Linked DNA regions of Cyprinus carpio: region 2 is linked to region 1. The links are chromatin contacts, called in public Hi-C maps. All regions are on one chromosome and are shown on one strand. Each heading gives the region's core, a stretch centred on a gene start, on an enhancer-like site or on the middle of the called end of the contact. The rest is flanking DNA. Distances are from core to core; before and after follow the strand shown.

Evidence for each region. Hi-C and Micro-C count contacts between places; a contact is called where the count stands out from the background.
Region 2: a Hi-C map of skeletal muscle shows a contact between it and region 1, with 2.3 times the contacts expected there. The contact joins the promoter of LOC109050914 here to the enhancer-like site in region 1. A contact is called at or near these places in 3 of 8 Hi-C or Micro-C datasets (liver and skeletal muscle).

The regions. Positions count from the first base shown.
Region 1 is chrA25:8,813,242-8,816,680 of ASM1834038v1, reverse strand. It overlaps ccnd2a (G1/S-specific cyclin-D2), which reads left to right. Exons shown (of 5, transcript XM_042715338.1): 5 at 2,778-3,439. The coding sequence ends at 2,954. It overlaps LOC122135578 (a long non-coding RNA gene), which reads right to left. Exons shown (of 4, transcript XR_006153605.1): 2 at 2,829-2,981. Among protein-coding and RNA genes, the nearest start is that of LOC122135578, 4.3 kb to the right of the region's middle. Within about 2 kb of position 1,435, at least 2 of the 8 cell types and tissues checked have an H3K27ac peak or open chromatin away from gene starts, as enhancers often do. A contact at or near this core is called in skeletal muscle, where this site is marked.
Region 2 is chrA25:8,947,336-8,950,772 of ASM1834038v1, reverse strand. LOC109050914 (lysine-specific demethylase 7B-like) reads right to left here and starts at 2,159. Exons shown (of 20, transcript XM_042715341.1): 1 at 1,996-2,159. The coding sequence starts at 2,093.

The DNA of each region.
Region 1 (3,439 bases), core at 186-2,685:
TTAATGATGATTATGATGCAAACATACCGCAGTTCCAAAACTAAAAATTCAGTGAACAATTCAATGGGAGCAGAGGGCTGTGGTGCAATCAAACATGGTTCAGACCCAGGAACTGAATAAATGAAGTGTAAAAGCACCCTTAGATTAAATTGGTCACTGAATTTGTTTGGGACAAATAATTCACTTTACCAATCAGAATTGTGTTTGCATTGCTCTGAGAAAATCTTAGAGGTCCTATCTAAATGGAATTGGTTGACCATTTGGTAAATCAGAGATATGAAAATCAGAGAGATATCTATATCAGGAGTAAAGTAGAAAAACCTAGTCTTCAATAAACAAGACTTTGTCTATTTAACTTTACCTTAGTGTATGAGGACCTTACAGATTGAGGCAGAGGTTGGGAGGTGAGCGGTCAGACAGTATGAAGGAAAGTCAACCTAATGCCAAAGATACTGCCAGCCTACCCACCAGGAACCTTGCTGACATTTGTGGTGTCCAGTGCCTGTAGTTTCCAGTAGACATATGATAGGGGCAGCCAGCATCTTCCAGTTGCCCTTGGAATGTGTGTATAGCCTAAGACACACCTGGTGAAGCATACTCTGTGTAGCAGTAAGGTACACACATGTATGCCAAACCAGGAAGGCTAAAAAATTGGCTTGAAGTTTCCACAAATACTCTAAGGTCCCTCTAAGAAAGAAGCAAAAGGCAATAAATATTCACCTGGCACTGGGTTTTTACAGTAAAGTTTGTTACTGTAGCTCAAGTAAATACAGTAAATGATGCTCATTGGGCTGTTGTTTTCAGTTTCTTTAAATGAGGCCTTGAATTATTTATTTTGAGGCATGAATTTGTGTGCTTGTGCACCTCTAGAATACTTTTAATATAGCTTTACAAGGTAAAGCTCTGCGTATGGAGAAAATATTCAGGAAGAGAGAATGCACAGTGAAAATTTTTTGAGATACAGCAGTTTCTAAAAGTAGGTGAAATGTTAGAAACTTTGGGTCTGGCATGCTGAGAATGCTCCTTTGCCTAAAGTCATAATGTCATGAGGACTCTGTTATTTGCAACCGAAATGTTATTTGGAACCGAAAAGTTGCAAATTATTTAGAGAAGAACTTCAAGGCTATTTTGGTACACAGGATCATGTGGTAGGCCCCCTGGCCTCTTGCATTAGGCCTCTGGGACATCTTAATCCCTTTCATTTCTCAATGCTGTGATGGCCGTGCTCTGAACCCAGCAATCCTTGCTTTCACTTCCCAATAAAAAAACACACATTTTCTGTGGCTACTTTAAGTCTCTTCTTTAGGCTTCATTTGTCCAAGATGGCACACACTGAGTGACATTACACTCTGCTGGTTCTCCATTAGAGCTGCATTTTCCTTTTGGTTTTGATCCATTTTTATTAACTTGTTTGACTAACAAACTTAGCCATGTTCTGGTGGGATAGAGTGTGTTCTTGATCAGGGCGGGGTTGGATTAGGCAGGGACCACCTACTCTATCTTGAAGCTCACCAGTGCCACCCTTCTCTAGATCTAATAATTGAGAAGCAATTCTAGAGCAAGTCCTGGTTTTACCAGTAGTCACACATTGAAGCTATTAGAGTTGCCTGAATTAAGCCTTTGGGGCTTGGCATGAGCTTGGCTGTGCAGCTATAAAGAGCAGCACACAGGGAAATGTCTTTTAAGAACTCAGGCATGGCATTCTTGTGGTAAGACACATGCAGTTTCTTTACATGTTTTATGCTTTAGTTAATTTTCTAGAAGGAATAAATTTTCATCATGACTAATAATGGCTTATTGTGGGGGGAAACAGGAGACCTCTAGAAGGATGGTGCCCATTGTCATCCATGATAACACACCAAAGAAAACATCCACTGAGTTACACTAGGCTCATCCTCAAAAAAAAAAAAAAGATTAAATGCTTTCTTTCAATCACTTCCAACACCTCAGATGTTTTTCTTGTGTGATACACTACTTCTACAGGCATGAAGCACATGGCCCAGGAGCCATGCATAACATAAGTGCCCATCAGCTTTCAATTAGCAGTAAATGTCAAAGGAATGCAGCCTCTCCACAAGCAACACATTCTCCATGGGCCCTACCCATTGGCCATTCTTAAACTTCCCACAGACGCCTGGTGTGCCTCAGACATACCCACTAAACAGGAGGGAGAGCTTTGATCACCCTGCATCCATTTACTTTCACTAGAGGGCATTATTGCTCATTTTGGTGACTGTGTGAAAGCCATTTTAAATATGTCAAGTGCTCTTTGGAGCCACCCACAGGGTTGCATTGGGTATACTCATATATTATCTTTTTTTTGCTCCTAGCTCTACAGAGCAGGAAGAACCCTCTGATGGGCTCAAGTGAGATCCCCTTAGGTCATTACATGCTGTTGCGAAAATGAAAGGATATGAAAATCGTAAACGAAACACTGTCTTGTTTTATCCACAGGACATGGATGTAATTAACACAGCAAACTGTGGTACACCTATTGTTTTTGTTTTTTAACTGTTCACAGTGCAACAGTGCATCTTCATTTGTTTATTGGAAAGTGTGTGTGTGTGTGTATATATATATATGTGTATGTGTGTGTGTGTGTGTGTGTGTGTGTGTGTCTATAATTATTATATATAACAATTGTGTATAATTATTATTATATATAATTTCTGTGGTTTGACTGTAAAACTACTGATGAAGTGATTCTGGATTAGTACAGACATCGCAGCTATGTAAGTGACCTGTTTGTATAACGCCTTTTGTCTAATGCATTGCAGGATGTGTTAAAGGAATGCCAGGAGCAGATTGAGAGAGTGTTGATGAATAACCTGAGGGAGGGCCGCCGGCAACAGCAGAAACAGCAGCAGCAGGAACAGGGTGGCCCGCGCAGCAAAGCACTTGATGACCAAGACCAGTCCAGCACCCCAACCGATGTACGAGACATCAACTTGTGAGCTTGCTGCAGGAACGCTGTGATCAGTCTTCAAGAGGAAAAAAAAAACAACAAAAAACAAAAATGACAAAAAAACCAACCACCCCAACGAAAAGTGCTTGCTAGTCATTGTAGAGTTTTATCTTCATTTTCCAGTAAAAATTGCTCCCATAAATGAAAAAAAATAAAAAAATCTAAGCTATTTTAGATACAAAAATAGATATTTTTAAAATGATTTGATACTGATGCAAAAAGCTCTACGGTGCCTCAGACTCTTAGAAGGGAAGCATGTAGTGTTTTGCAAACTCTTTTGATTGTGTAAACATAATATGATATTTAATGCAAAAGTGATAGTGTAAAGGGCTTTTCAAAATAGAGAGTCTACTGTATCAGACTGGCTTGAAAGGGTACAAAAAGTGGGGCTATGTTTTTTTTCCTGTTTTGTTGTGATTTTTTTTGGGAGGGGTGGGGGGGGGTCATTTTGGAATGCCTGAACTTGAACACACA
Region 2 (3,437 bases), core at 910-3,409, 130 kb before region 1:
CAAAGATACAGAAGCCCCTTGGCAAAATTCATCATCACTTGCAAGAATGCCTGAAAACCATGCTAAATATTTATATTCTATAGTAAGGGTGGGGAATCTAGGATCTTTCTGACTGTCTTTTAATATGCTGTTTTTTATTCAGACCATCACAGGTCTAAGCTGTGGTGTGATTTGCAATGATAATATTATTTTTTAATACTTTAAATCATTTTAATGTACATAAATTGTCTATAATAGTAATAATAAAAGTTATTATTGTTGATGTCACATGATGTCACATGATGTCGATAGATGATATATATATATATATATATAAAATATGTAAATATTAATAACTAATTTAATAATAATCTAAATAATTTATTAAATATTTTCTCATTTTTAGATATATATTTCAGCTGAAAAAAAAACTATAATACACAAATAGCTTATCTATAACACTTATTTAATATATACACACAGTTCTTCCTTACATTAATGTGTAAAGGTTCGCAAGTAAACGAAAACAAACGCGCCATCCAGCAATTTCACACTTATAAACAAGCAATGTTTCCGCACGCTTTTCGGCTATATTTAGGGTTCAAACTAATTTTATCCCAAGCATTTCACACATGGCTTCAGCTCCGCGCTCCACACGTCAAACGGTACCTGTCCCTTTAAGAGGCGGAACCATATGCCCATATTTGTAAAACTGGGGGATTTAAATGCCCGACCCCAGCTGTCAATCAAAAAGACCAAACAATCACAGAAACCTAAGGCGCTGAGCTCCATTACAAACGTGACTTTCCTTTTTATATTTAATACTCCCATAAAACCCAGCAAAAAAACAAAACCAGACGCTACTTTCCAAGCAATATGTAATGCACATTTAAAGAGAGAAATAGGGAACGGTCTGATCTCGTAAACTCAACCACACGTCTTTGTTTAGTTACACCCCTCCCATTCCCCATGTAACTTTTCATCGACCCCCCTCCACTACACGTTTCCTCACGCTTCACATTATGACTGCTGTAGAACAACCAACAAAGAAATAACCTGCATGTCTTAAACATTTAATATACGAGCTAAAAGCAATACAGTTCGCAATACGGGCTGCATAAAAATAAAACAAACCATTAAGTAAATAAAATAAATAAGCAGATGTTGTTCGGCAAGCCAATGTTAATGTTGAACGCGAAATCCTAACAATATAAAACTCTTTAAACGCATGTTTTATTTTCTGTTAATGCCTCTACAGTAGCAACCAATACAGTTTATAATTTTTTTAACAATAAGAAACAAGATAGTGAGTATTGAGAAAACATCACGCACGAGTTCACTCGAAAGCATGCAAGTTTCAGCACCACATCGATCAGGACTTCGTTCAAAAATCACATCTATTGCCTTTTAAACAGTTTCATTCTTCTTCGTAAATATAAGTAGCAGAATGCTCTTTGAATTGTTTATCTCTCATCTTATGTTTACATTTTAGTATTTGCTGTTTGACATGTAGCACGTTGACCCAACTGCTGTTAAGTGTGAAACATTAATAAACCTTCACTTGACGTCTGACACATCACAGTCTCACGTGCACCTCGATGCTGACATTTATTTACTTTTATGTGACATAAAACTCCATAAGGGGTTAATGTCAGCTGATGCTCTGCAACTCCCAGCCACAAAAGCTTCTGAGAAAACCCTACGTGAACCCATTTTTGCTGCTCGGGTCGCTGGATTTTTTTGCGAAGCCATGGAAAAACAGTCCAATGTTACTGCAAAACAATAACGACGCTTTAACAGACGGGTAACGTGAGCGTTTATATTGTGAAAACTGCAAACGCGGCGATTAACGCCTGGTAATATTGACAAAGCAGCGCGTGAAATCGTCTCAGTGCGAGCGAGCGAGCGAGCTCAACGCACGGCTTACTGACACCCGAAGTGCCATAGGATTTCATACGCGGGTATTTGATGCCTTTCCGACGCAGCGGATGACGAAGACACGGTTGAATTCCTTACCTGCCGTGAAACCAGTCTTTACAAATATCGCATTCTATCATAAACCGGCTCACATCGTACGGCTGCCGGCAGACGCAGTACAGCTGGGCCGTCGCCATCTTCGGACTGTCCCCAAACAACGCAGCCAAGCTGGGATCTGGTTGGGCGGGGATTCCTTCTAATTATGCGGAAACAACACCGAGAGGAACGCGAAGGAGGGGCGCTGAGCGCATGCCGTGACGCCACGCATAAACACTGAGCGCGAGGCACACCAAGTCACTTCATCATTACATAATACGATAATATAGGGTGATAATAAAAAGCACTGAATGAAAGAAACGAGTTATGGATGGATGAATTAACATTTTTAAAGTCCATTCAGGAGATTAAACCTTCTGAAAAGAGCACCTATATAGAGACAAGGCTCGAAGACAAGGATATCATGCAAGATTGTAAAAATAATTAGTTTGGTCTTGTTTAAGATGCAGTTTTATTGAGAAAAGAGATATTTCCCCCCATATTTTCAATACAGGCTGTTCAGAATTTACCTCTACAAACACCTCTGGGTTAGAATTTGGTAAATGTTTTTGTCAGACTTATATGCTTTAACAGCCACCATGCATGATGGGAAGCAGATAAACAAACAAACAAACAAAAATCTTAAATATATGACTTTTTACACTGCATTTTTTTTACACCGTGAGATTATTTTTGTTTTATATTAAGAAATAATATGGGGCTAACATTTAAATAAGTCTGAAATGTATCTAAATATATTTTACTATTAATTCCTTTAACTAATAAATAGTGGCTCAATTAAAAAAAATTATATTTGGAGAACATATATGTATGAAGTCATTTTATTGTCATGTGATTTTTTATATAACATTAAGTTACCGTACGTTTTACTACATTTTGTTACTCTTGATATGTATGTATATATAATAATCATCATCATCGTCGTCATCATAATCATAATAAACATGTTCAACTCACATTTTTGGACCACTGCAATATTTTTTATTTTGACATTATATTTATGACATTACGCAGCGCCATAAAAAACTGACATAAATAAAAGGCAGTACAACAAATGTCATGTAAATATTTTACAATTTAAAAATATATATAATTATTTTATTATTCATTTTGTTTTAGAATATTTTGCAATATGTAATAAGTATGGGGATACCTGCCGGTCATAAACAATGTCACTTTAAAAATAAATGATGTATTATACTTGTATGTTGTTGCGTTGTATTCTTGCTGTGTTTGTTGCATCATATTGATTTCCTGCTGTGTCGAATAAAGCATAATGGTAAATCTGCTAATCTGCTAGTCCTGAAACTTTGTGGAGAAGGTTGACAATGGCACCACCTTGTGCAAAATCTGATCATAACAGTTGATTTCAAAGCGCAACTCTCTGACTACATACACGTACATAAACTGCAAGCGACGCGACA